Regions from separate parts of the Mus musculus genome. Here all the other regions are linked to region 3. Evidence: chromatin contacts called from public ChIA-PET and HiChIP or PLAC-seq data. All regions are on one chromosome and are shown on one strand. Each heading gives the region's core, a stretch centred on a gene start, on an enhancer-like site or on the middle of the called end of the contact. The rest is flanking DNA. Distances are from core to core; before and after follow the strand shown.

Region 1 (3,867 bases), core at 376-2,875, 270 kb after region 3:
AACAGTTCTCAACCTAGAGGTCGAGACCCTTCGGGGGTCAAATAACCCTTTCACAGGGTTGCCTAGGGCCATCAGAAAACACAGATGTTTGTATCACATTTCATGACAGTAGTAAGATTATAGTAGTAATGAAAGAAAGGCTGCAGCATTCGGAAGACTAAGAGCCACTGTCCTAGAGGGACCTTAGCAATGGACCCCAGGGTTACCATTGCTGCCATGAAACACCATGACCAAAGCAACCTGGCGAGAAGAGGGTTTATTCAGCTTACCCTTATACCTCACCATTTATCACCAAAGGAAGTCAGGACAGGAACTCAAGCAGGACAGGATCCTGGAGGCAGAAACTGATGCAGAGGCGATGGAGTGGTGCTGCTTACTGGCTTGCTCCTCCTGGCTTGCTCAGCCTGCTTTCTTATAGAACCAGGAACCAACCAGAATGGGCTAGGCCCTCCCCCATTAATCACTAATTAAGACAATGCCCTACATTGTCATCTAAGCCCAATCTTATGGAGTCATTGTCTCAGCTGAGGCTCCCTCCTCCCTGATGACCCCAGCTTGAAACAAGTTGACATAAAACTAGCCAGCACATAGATCACGTCTTAGTCAAACTTTCTCTCAAGCTTCAGTGGAGTATTCCTCAGCCACGCGACAGGGACAGGCTGCACAATAGGGCAGGAGGCCAGCTGGAGCATCTCCACCCATAAACAGGACAGGCACCGCCCTCAGCTGGCCACATGCAGTCCTTCTGTCTCACAATAGCTTCTGAAGAGAGCTACCATTAGTCCTGCTTTGCAAAAGAGGAAACTAAGACCCCAACAAACCGTAGTGACTGCAATGGACTTATGGAGACCAAATGAGGCCAAACCAGGGCCTATCTCTTAGGCTCTCAGTGAGAGTGGCCTCAGCAATCTCAGTTGAGTGGTCTGGGGACAGGCTTGGCTGGCCCTCGGCATAGGTGTCTGTGTGGCCAGAGTGGCCGATGGCTTGCAGGTGGCACTGATTGAAAGTGAGTAGGAGGTGTGAGGACCACAAAAACTTCACCACAAAAAAGAATTGTCACGGTCGGGACCGGCTGGGCCCTGGCCTACCTTTACATCTCTCTCTTGTGCTGTTTCTCACCACAACAGAAACTGCTTATCTGCAGGTGCGTAGCTATTCTAGGAGAATGAACGGTGTGTGGCTTCCTATTAGTGTTCAGAGGATCAGTCACACCACCGAGGCCTGCGGTCCCACGGCTCTGGCCCCGCCCAGCACCGGAAGCCTGCAGCTCCGCGGGCTGGAAGCTGATGTTTAGGGCCAGCCTGCAGCCACACTGGCCCTTTCCCCTCCTGCCGAATGGGGCCAAACCGCCCAGCCTGATGGGAGATTTTAGTTTTCAAATGGCATTCTAGTTGGCTACATATAGCGGGGCACGGCAGAGCAGGACACGTGGGGCAGTTTAACAGTTTGCTGTCCATAGATATCTTGTCACGGGTCATGACCTTGACCACCTCAGCACCCCAGGACTGGGACAAAGAAGTCATGTCATTGTGGCATCACCAAACATCCAGAGAACCAGGAGCTCCTTGCCTGAGAAGGCCTTGAAGTGCAGGCGGCTGAGACAGGGGCACACCTGACAGGCAAGAGTGAGGAAGGTAGCTGTTCTACACCAGCAGGGGAGCAGCTGCTGGCATGCCTATGTAGACAACACAGCCTTTAAAAAGTATTTCTTTTATTTTTTGAGACTATAATATCACTGTGTCGTTTCTTCCTTTCATCCCTCCAAGCCTTCCCATACACACCCCTTCTTTCTTTATTTCAAATTCATTGCTTCTCTCTCTCTCTCTCTCTCTTTCTCTCTCTCTCTCTCCCTCTCTCTCTGGTTTGGTTTTTTGAGACAAGGTTTCTCTGTATAGCCCTGGCTGTCCTGGAACTCTCTTTGTAGACCAGGCTGGCCTCGAACTCAGAAATCCACCTGCCTCTGCCTCCCGAGTGCTGGGATTAAAGGCGTGCTCCACCAAGCCCGGCTCATTGCCTCTCTTTTGCATAAATTATTGCTCTCTCTCTCTCTCTGTGTGTGTGTGTGTGTGTGTGTGTGTGTACTTAGATACATAAATACAACCTGTTCAGCTTGTAGAATGCTACTTGTCTGTATGTTTTTAGGGCTGAGCACTTTTAACTCTTCCTGTAGCCTCAGCTGGCCACAGATGAGGCAGGCATGAATACGGAACAGCTCCAAATGGGGCTGCGGTGATGGCACAGACCCCAGAGTGCCTGCCTCACAAGCTGCAGGACCTAAGTTTGGATCTCCAGCACCCCGCCGGTGGTGGCAGTGCCGAGGAGGCAGAGGCAGGAGCATCCCTGGGAATTTCTAGTCCGCCAGTGTAGTCAAGTCGGTGAGCTCTGGGATCTGTAGGAATACCTTCCTCAGACACCAAAATGGAGAGCAATTGAGAAAGAGTTTTCACGCTGACTTCTGGCTTCTGATACACGCACTCCTACATGCACAGAAAGAGACAGAGGACAAGACCTTGTCACCTGGCTGGAAATGTTATGGACATATGGGTCCTAATGGGAAGTGGGGCTTGGGGGGAGGGGGTTGTGGTTTTTTCTTTTGTTTTTGTTTATTTGTTTTATGCTTGTTTGTTTGTTTGTTGTTTTTCAAGACAGGGTTTCTCTGTGTAGTCCTCACTTGTCCTAGAACTTACTCTATAGACCAGGCTGACCCCAAACTTAGAGATCAACAAGGACCACTCTGCAGAGGGTGCCATTAAAGATGCCACTCAGCCGCAGACAGGACAGAAATCTGAGAAACAGTGACTTAAATAGGGAGGAAGTGTGTTCATCTCATTTGACAGGAGCCTAGGACATTAGTGGGTTAAAGAGACTGTGCAGCACAAGAGACTAAAGCAGGAGGATGGCCGTGAGTTGGAGCCAACCTGGGACACTTAGTTCTTCACCGGCTTGCGCTATGAGAACTTATCCCAGAAAAAAAAAAAAAAAAGCAAAACCATGGCTCTAGAGAGTCTGTACTGCTCTTCTGAGGACCTGAGTTCCCAGCACTCATGTCAGGCCCTCACAACAGCCTGTAAGCCCAGCTTCAGGGAGCCCAGTGCCTCTGACCCACACGGGCTCATCCACACACAGACACACTTAAAAATAAGACTTAAACAAAACGCCTTTAATCCCAGCACTTGGGAGGCAGAGGCAGGCGGATTTTTGAGTTCGAGGCCAGCCTGGTCTACAAAGTGAGTTCCAGGACAGCCTGGGCTACACAGAGAAACCCTGTCTTGAAAAACCAAAAAAAGACCAAAAAAAAAAAAAAAGACTTAAACAAAACAAACAAACAAACAAAAAAGGCTGGAGAGATGGCTCAGTGGTTAAGAGCACTGACTGGTCTTCCAGAGGTGTTGAGTTCAAATCCCAGCAACCACATGGTGGCTCACAACCATCTGTAATGGGATCCGATGCCCTCTTCTGGTGTGTCTGAAGACAGGGACAGTGTACTCATATAAATAAAATAAATAAATTGTTAAAAACAAACTTAATCCATCTCTCTTTAAAACAAACAGAAACCAAACTAGCAGGGCATGATAGCAAAGGCCTTTCTTTGATGCCGGCACTTAGGAGACAGAGATCTCTGTGAATCTGACAGCTTGGCCTATACATTGAGTTCTAGGGCTCCGTAGTGAGATCCATCCTGTTTCAAACCAAACAAAATCAATAATATAAAACACACCAAAAAAGACAAAAAATGAAAGCGTTACAAAGGCCTGTTAGGGTGTAGCCCAGTCCTCGGTTGGCTTTGCTAGGGTTTACCTCTGATCTAAAATGTCTTTCATGGAGATTTATGAACACTGTGAATCTCAGGCACTGCCCAGCAGACGG
Region 2 (4,269 bases), core at 816-3,315, 390 kb after region 3:
AACTGCTCTCCATGACACAGGAGTCTGTACGTATCTGGATCATGCTAAGTGTCGTATTGTATTCGGAAATATAGGACACAGCTATATGAATATGTATTCACATCAAAAGGACAAACAAAAATATTTGTATGCACACATACAAAAGTTTACACATATATGCACACATGTATATGTATACACACATTACCATGGAATACCTAGAGCTTTACTGTTTCACAACAATCTTTCATTTTGTTTTGAGACAGGGTTTCCCTGTGTACCCCTGGCTGTCTTGGAATTCAATCTGTAGACCAAGGTGGCCTTAAACTCAAATATCTGCCTGCCTCTGCCTCCCTAGTGCTGGAATTAAAGACATGTACCACCAAGTCTGACATATTCCTCCATTATCAACGAATTTAAAATATTAAAAGTTCCAAGAACATTTTAACAAACTAGATTTTGGTAAAGGTTATCTGGACTTTTGTTTCCATAAGGTTCTAATGTTAGTTTTAAAATTACACACTCTAACATAAACTATGAACACTCCCTAAAACGTAAAAGAGTAGGTGCACACCTTTAATTCTAGTGATGGGAAGCCTGGTCAATAGAATGAGTTTCAGAACAGCCAGGTCAGCATAGTGAGAAACCTTTTCTCTAAAACTAAAAAAAATGGAGGCTAGAGGTATGGCTCAGCAGTTAAGAGTACTTCTTGTTCTTGCATAGGACGTAGGTTAGAATCCCTGTACCACAGGGAGGCTGATAAGTGTCCATAACTATAGTTCTAGGGAATCCAATACCATCTTCAGGTATTGCACAGACACACAACTTCATATACATAAAATAAAAACATCTTAAAATATAAAAGAAAAAACATACACAATAACAACAACAACATCAACTCATGGAATTGGGGCTCAGGGTCGGTATATGAGGTTTTGGAAATTTTATGTCTAATACCAAATTTTGGGAGGCAAGCCTACTTGATGTAAATTTTATACACCTGAGGCTGGAAAAGAAACTTTCTGTGGTTTAAAGACCAAACATGAATTTCTCCTCTAACCAAATTCTTATCAAAAGAGTTGTTAGTAGAACTTAATAGGACAAGTACCAAGAGAGTCAGTCATGTTACTTAGGTATGCTTTCAAAGCACCTTTAAAAATTCTTCAAAAGTTACTAGATCTAAGGATCTCCTCTTATTCCCGAATATTCAGATTTCAGTCGATTAAGGAGGATCTGGTGGAGTTAATTCTGCTTTCTCCTACCCTCACCTACAAATAACCTCTCCTATCTTGGTAACAGATGAGTTCATAGAGAAATAAGCTCCGCTGGCATCAGAGTCCCCAAGCACAGCCCACCTCTCCTATTCCACATAACAGCTGTGATTACAGTAAGCCACACTCCTGTCACTCCACCAAAACGGTCGGTCCCTTAAAGACAGAAACCCTGTGCTGTCACTCCGTTTCTCTACGTTCTATATACACTCTGCACCAGCCTCGCTGCCAAAGACACGTACGCGCTACCCTAGCACAGGGTAGCTACGGGGACACCGGGGTCCCTCAAACGGGCGCCCGAAGTTACCATTTCCGCACTGCCTCTACTTCCCCCTTTCAATTAAGAGGTGGAGGAGGGAGAAGAAAAGCTTTGAGGCGTGGTGACAAGAGGACGAAAAGCGGCGGACAGGCCCAGCCTCCAGCCCTGCGGTTCCGGAGCTCGCAGGGAACCGGCGGGACCTGAGGACGGAAGACCCGCGCGACAACCACCAGCCCGAGTGGCGGGCGGGCGGACGTGGCGGCGCTGCCGGCGGAGGCTAGGTGGGCGCGGCAGCTTTCGCTCTAGGACTCCGGGAGGCCGTGCCAAGCCTGGGCCGACAGCAGGGCTCCGGGCGCGGCTCCTGCGGTCCCGGCCCAGCCGGCGAGGACGTGGCGAGGGAACCCGGCTCGGCGCTTACCATGGTGAGGCCGCAGGTGGGGCGCGCTGCGCCGCGCTCTGGCTCTGCGGGGACTCGGGCTGCTGCCCAGAGACGCGGAGCTCTGGCCGCTCCGGACCTGCCGCCCCTGACAGGAGCCTCCGCCGCTTCGCCTCTTGCCAAGATGGCGGCCCCAAGCCACGTCTCCAACCGGAAACGGCGCGGGTCAAAGGGCGGGGGGCGGGGCCAGTAAGCTCCGAAGCCAGGAAACTCAGACCCCTGTTAGCCCAGGATTTGCAGGTTTGGCTAGAATTGTGGAGCGTCATTCCTCTGTCCTTTCTTTCTCTTCGCCTGCGTTTATTTGGTGCTGCTTCTTTTTTTTTTTTTTTTTTTTTTTTTTTTAAAGATTTATTTATTATTATATGTAAGTACACTGTAGCTGTCTTCAGACACTCCAGAAGAGGGAGTCAGATCTCGTTACGGATGGTTGTGAGCCACCATGTGGTTGCTGGGATTTGAACTCCGGACCTTCGGAAGAGCAGTCGGGTGCTCTTACCCACTGAGCCATCTCACCAGCCCTTGGTGCTGCTTCTTAAAGTTCGTAAAAACACTCAATGGAATATATAAAATAATCTGTGACCATGAGGAACTAGTATCCTGAATACATAACGTCTAGAACTCCCGTAATAAAGCCGGCATGGTGTCCCCTCACCTGTAATCAATTCCAGGTAAATTAGGAAACTGAGGAGGAAGACCAAAAATTGTCCAGCCGGGCACACGCCTTTAATCCCAGTACTCGGGAGCCAGGGGCAGGACGATCTCTGTAAATTTGAAGCCAGCCTGGTCTACAAAACAAGTCTGGGATAGCCAGAGAGAGCTACACAGAGAAACCCTGTCTTGAGAAGCAAAGCACTAATAAAATACTGACACATACAACATAGATTAGCCTTGAAAACAGGTGTAAAGAAACAGATGCAAAGGCCACTATTTGTTTGCAATGACTAAACCAGGGATATCTGTGAAATTAGAAAGCTTATAAGTGATTTATCGGAGTTCCAGAAGACTAGGACATAGCGGCTAGTGCATTATGTTTGGAATGTAAGTGCCATGGAATTACCCAGAGGCAGATATCCTGAAAGCCACTGAACTGTACGGTTTATCTTCAATATGTAATTATTTTATTTTTAAATCCTATGTGTGTTCAGACATGTGCCTGCGAATGCAGGCGCTGCCTGATATGGGTGCTGGGAATCGAACTGGGGCTTTTTGAAACAGCAACGGATACTCTTGACTGCTGAACCCCCTCTCCAGTCCTGAACTGTATACTTCAAAGGGCTGGGGTTTTTTGTTTGTTTGTTTGTTTGTTTGTTTTAGGGTCCTGAGAGATAGCTCAGCAGTTAAAATCCTATATTGCTCTTGCAGATTTGGTTTTCTCCTGCCTCAAAAAAGAAAGAAAAGAAAATGTATGTTCACAAGTGTCCTTGGTCAGGCGCGCCTTAGAGGCTGTATAACAGAAGTAAAAACAAACGAGGAATCAGCGCGACCTGTGCTTAAATTCTTTTCAGTACTCAAGGCCTTAGTCGTTAGTTAACTCACTACACCTCTCTAAGCCTGTTATTACTCTTTAAACTGGTGGGAGCACATACTTCATAAATTTATAGAGTTAGATAATAGAAAATAAATTAGACTGTATAAGCTAAGTGTTCCACCACAGTAACTGCTCAACAATTTATACTTGTTATTATGGACATAGCATCACAAAGATAAAACCAAAAATAGCAATTCTACTCAAAACATATTTTTGAGGCAGTTTTACTTCCTATACCTGCCTGACCTAGAACTCACTATGTAGATGAGGCTGGTCACGAACACACAGAGGTCTGTCTGCCTTTACATCCTTAGTGTTAAGATTAGAGGCAATTCTCTTTTTAACTTGAAGCAGCACAAAAGAGGTGTGTGCTAGTTAGTAGCCCCAAAATAGAAAACCTTGTGTCCACCAACTGACAAGTGGATAAAGAAAATACTGTATACACCCCAACGAAGCGTTGAGGTGAGCCATCTGCAACAGCTTGGGTGAAACTGGAGAAATTCTGTACATTAAAAAGGAAAAGAAAGGTCTCCCCGGAGAGGGTTAGTCTGTGTAATCCTGGCTGTCTTGGAATTTGCTCTATAAACCAGGCTGGCATTGAACTTAGAGATCTACATGCCTCTGCCTCCCAAGTGCTGAGATTAAAGGCATGTGCCACATACCCATCAGGGACAAAAGCCAGCTCTGGTGACACATGTTTGATCTCAGCACTTGGGAGGCAGAGGCAGGAAACTCGAGTTTAAAGTCTGGGCTGAAGAGATAGACTTAGGGATTTACAAGGACCCTCTGCTGTTCC
Region 3 (3,920 bases), core at 1,112-3,611:
ATACCTAAACTAGTCTTATAGCAAGGACTTTTCCAGTATCTACTACCACTATGTGGTGAGGCTTTTGTTTAAAAAAACAAAACACAGGGGCTGGAGAGATGGCTCAGCAGTTAAGAGCACTGACTGCTCTTCCAGAGGTCCTGAGTTCAAATCCCAGCAACCACATGGTGGCTCACAACCATCTGTAACAAGATCTGGTACCCTCTTCTGGAGTGTCTGAAGACAACTACAGTGTATTTACATATAATAAATAAATAATTTAAAGAATTAAAAAAAAAAAAAAAACACAGCTGGACATGGTGACATGCATCTTTAGTCCCAGCATTCCAGAGGCAGAGGCAGGCAGATCTTTGAATTTAAGGCCAGCCTGGTCTACAGAGAAAATTCCAAGACAGCCAGAGCTACACAGAGAAACACCAAAGAAAAACAATACAACAACTAACGACTTAAAGGAACAGGAGGGGCTGGAGAGATGGCTCAGTGGTTAAGAGCCCTGACTGCTCGTTCCAGAGGTCCTGAGTTCAATTCCCAGCAACCACATGGTGGCTCACAACCATCTGATGACCTCTTCTGGTGTGTCTGAAGGCAGCTACAGTGTACTCATATAAATGAATGAATGAATAAAAAAATATTTTTAAAAAAGGAACAGGAGAGGGGGGAAAGGAGGAGGGGAAGTGAGAGGGAGAGAGGGAGAGAAAAGGGGAGTGCACTAGAGAGATGTTGGGTGTCCTGCACAAGCCTGAGTACCTGAGTTCAGAGGAAAATATTCGCATTTTAAAAGGCCCTATGCACTTGTAATCACAGTGCTGTTGAGGTTGGAGTAGGGAAACTCACTGGGGCTTGGTGGGCACCAGCCTAGCTCCATGTTTCATGAGAGACCCTGTCTAAAAAAATAAATAAGGCAGAAATTGATAGAGCAGGACATCTAATGTTCTTTTCTGGACTCAGCACACACACACAAACACAAATGCCATATGTGTGTACAGCACACACAAAATGAAAAAAGCGAAACTCAACAGAATCGACAACTTACACATCTATCACTGGCAGATAAAGCCCACATTATGCACTGTTGTACACAATGTTGTACAGTAGTAACGAGGGAAATCCCACTGACACAGAAAATTCTTAGTTGAAAAATAGCAAATAATTGCTTTTTTTGTTATTGTTCGAAAAATGTTACTTTTCTAGAAAGAGATATGTGTATCATAATGAGCAGGAAGTTACATATCATGCTACAGATAAGAGTGGGAGGTTGTGTCAGGGGACTTACTTTTATTTATAAATCTTTTCTCTGGGTAGCAGTGTGTGTGTTTGGTTGGTTTCGTTTTTGAGACAGAGTTTCTCTGGGTAGCCTTGGTTGTTTGTTGTGGAACTTGCTCCGTAGACCAGGATGGCCTCAAGCAGGTAGAGATCTGCTTGCCTCTGCCTCCCAAGTGCTAAGATTAAGGCCACCACCACCAGTCCGTTCCTAATCTTTACATCACATGAATACTCATTTTTTAAAAAAAGATTTATTTATTATTATATGTAAGTACACTGTCTTTAGACACACTAGAAGAGGGAGGGCATCATATCTCATTATGGGTGGTTGTGAGCCACCCACCATGTGATTGCTGGGAATTGAACTCCGTACCTTTGGAAGAGCAGTCAGTGCTCTTACCCACTGAGCCATTTCACCAGCCCGAATACTCATTTCTTTTCTTAATTTTTGAACGGTGTTGTTGATGGAATCCAGAGCCTTAACTACGCCAGACAAGAGCTGTATCTCTGAGCTATTTTCCCAGCCCTGAACCATTCCTAAGAAGAAACAATGACGGTACCAAAGGTCAAGCCAATTAAAGTCTTATTTTTTAGTTTGCAATATCGTCTCTCGTACTATTGGGGTTCAGAGTTAAAGCCAATCCGTCACAAACACGGTTTATCTCCGGCCCATCAGCGAACATCATTCTTGTGGCTTAGGTTTTTCAATGAACCCATAAAGTTGGAGTGGTCCCCTGTTATCTTGCCCAAGTCCAGGGCACACGCATGCGCCTCTTCCGCGTCGCCGCAGCGAATGCAGCTCAGTATGATTCCGTCGCGCGGATGCCCCAGGTAACCGGAAGAAGGCCAAGGACTTCGCAATCCACGAGAGCACCTGCTCCCACGCGGGGTTCCGCTAGGGTTCCGCATCGAAGCGTCCGGCACCGATGCTGGCAGAAGTCCCGCGAGGAGTAACCCGGCCGCGAACCGTGACGTGGCCCAATCCGCAGCCAGCTCTGGCAGTTTCGTCCCAACCGGTACTCAGGCCCAGCTGCGTCCTCGAGGGGCGGGGCCGCAGAGGGGCGGGTCTTCTACGTGGACCAATGGGGTCTCGCGCCGGGTCTCGTGGGCGGTGCTAAGTGCGCGGCGCAGGGCCGAGCGGCAGGGGCGCCAATGAGCGTGCGCCGCGTCCGGGGCCGGCTGGTGCGCGAGACGCCGCTGAGAGGTTGGTGGCCACTGTAACAGTTTGCAAACGAAGGGGAGTTGTGAAGGGCCCGGGGTTGGGGTCGTGCTGCTGGCCGTGTGGGTACGTCCTCGCCGCCTTGATCCCGGAGCGAAGGACACAGGAGCTGAAGGCCAGAGGGAGCGGGGGTGAGGATGGAGCAGCCGTCGGGCCGCGGCTCCTAGGGGAGGCAGCGTGCTAGCTTCGGGGGCGGGCCGGTAGCCGGAGCGAGGGCCGCACGGACACCGGTCCCTTCGGTCCTGAAGTTCAGGCGCTGAGCTGCCCCCTCGCGCTCAGGGTGGGCCTGAATCCATTTCTGGGAGTGGGATCTTCCACCTTCGTCAGGTGAGGTTTAGGTGAACATCCACCCGGCTTGTAACCTTAGCCTGCACAACGTCTGCGTAGGCAGCGTGGCCCAGGAGTGGGATGGGCAAGGAGGGTGGGCTGGACAATGCTCAGGGAATTCAGAGAAGGGGACAAACCCTTCTGTGCCAGCCATCCCCAACGTCATCACCTTCCAGTTCCTGCCCAAGCTCAACCTGGCTTTCCCGGCCACCCGGGAACCCCAGGTGTGAGGTATTTGAGCCGATTTCGAGGGTCCTGGCCAAGCTCCAGGTGTCTGACAGGTACAGTGCTGTGGTGTGCCGATTGCTTACCTGTACGTAGACCGAAAAAAGGTCAACTCTTATTTGTCTAAGTAAGTGGTGGAGGGCCCTTTTGCTTCGGCCCGAATGTGAGACACTTGGGAGGATGTTTAAAATGATTGAAACTCCTCAGGAAGGAAGAGAAGAGGTCGAGCTGCTGTGCTTTTTTGCCAAAGTGCAACAGATAAGAATCTTTGAGCTTGTCTGTTCTGGGATGTGGTTCTGTTTCCTTCTTCATTCAGCATCCAGTTACAAGTGTTTTTCCTTTCCCATTAGGGTCACAATGGCAGCCACAGTAAGAAGGCAGAGGCCAAGGAGGCTACTCTGTTGGGCCTTGGTGGCTGTCCTCTTGGCAGACCTGTTGGCACTGAGCGGTATGTACCTGGCTAAGGTGTTAAAGAAGAATGGAAGGATAAGAGGGCACAAGGTGCCTACTCGAGTTTGGGGTTGCTGGATCTAGCCTTTTTCTTTGTCTTTGCCATGGAAAGCAGGCTGCTTCCATTGATTTGCCTTAGGAAGGCAGGAGGGTGTGGGAAGCAGAGAACTGACAGAGAAACCTACATTCTGTCTTCCCTTCAGACACATTGGCTGTGATGTCTGTAGACCTGGGCAGTGAATCCATGAAGGTGGCCATTGTCAAGCCTGGAGTGCCCATGGAGATTGTATTGAACAAGTAAGAGTAGATCTGGGTCAGGGGTGTGTTTATAATTTATAGTGCCCACTTCAGACTGTGATGGCTGAGCCCCCGTATGAGATCTGGTGGCGTCTGGCTTCATAGTCTGCTGCAGGCAGCTGGGCTAATGCTGCTTTTT

The links. ChIA-PET counts read pairs in DNA pulled down with a chosen protein or histone mark. HiChIP or PLAC-seq counts read pairs in DNA pulled down with a chosen protein or histone mark.
Region 1: an H3K4me3 HiChIP or PLAC-seq map of bone marrow-derived macrophages shows a contact between it and region 3, with 2.9 times the contacts expected there. The contact joins the enhancer-like site here to the promoter of Hyou1 in region 3. A contact is called at or near these places in 9 of 39 promoter capture datasets (the 3T3-L1 cell line, 3T3-L1-derived adipocytes, the HPC-7 cell line and 5 more), 2 of 484 Hi-C or Micro-C datasets (differentiating embryonic stem cells and embryonic stem cells), 2 of 115 datasets of contacts at active chromatin or transcription factors (bone marrow-derived macrophages and effector CD8 T cells) and 3 of 9 other capture datasets (adipose tissue, liver and pancreatic islet).
Region 2: a contact with region 3 is called in an RNA polymerase II ChIA-PET map of memory CD8 T cells, with 72 read pairs. The contact joins the promoter of Arcn1 here to the promoter of Hyou1 in region 3. A contact is called at or near these places in 1 of 39 promoter capture datasets (pre-B cells), 3 of 115 datasets of contacts at active chromatin or transcription factors (bone marrow-derived macrophages, effector CD8 T cells and memory CD8 T cells) and 2 of 9 other capture datasets (adipose tissue and liver).

What each region holds. Positions count from the first base shown.
Region 1 is chr9:44,644,971-44,648,837 of GRCm38.p6, forward strand. No RefSeq gene overlaps it. Among named protein-coding and RNA genes, the nearest start is that of BC049987, 25 kb to the right of the region's middle. Within about 2 kb of position 1,626, at least 107 of the 459 cell types and tissues checked have an H3K27ac peak or open chromatin away from gene starts, as enhancers often do. A contact at or near this core is called in bone marrow-derived macrophages, differentiating embryonic stem cells, effector CD8 T cells and 1 more, where this site is marked.
Region 2 is chr9:44,765,743-44,770,011 of GRCm38.p6, forward strand. It overlaps Arcn1 (archain 1), which reads right to left and starts at 2,066. Exons shown (of 10, transcript NM_145985.4): 1 at 1,928-2,066. The coding sequence starts at 1,930.
Region 3 is chr9:44,377,129-44,381,048 of GRCm38.p6, forward strand. Hyou1 (hypoxia up-regulated 1) reads left to right here and starts at 2,362. Exons shown (of 26, transcript NM_021395.4): 1 at 2,362-2,467; 2 at 3,385-3,482; 3 at 3,688-3,781. The coding sequence starts at 3,392.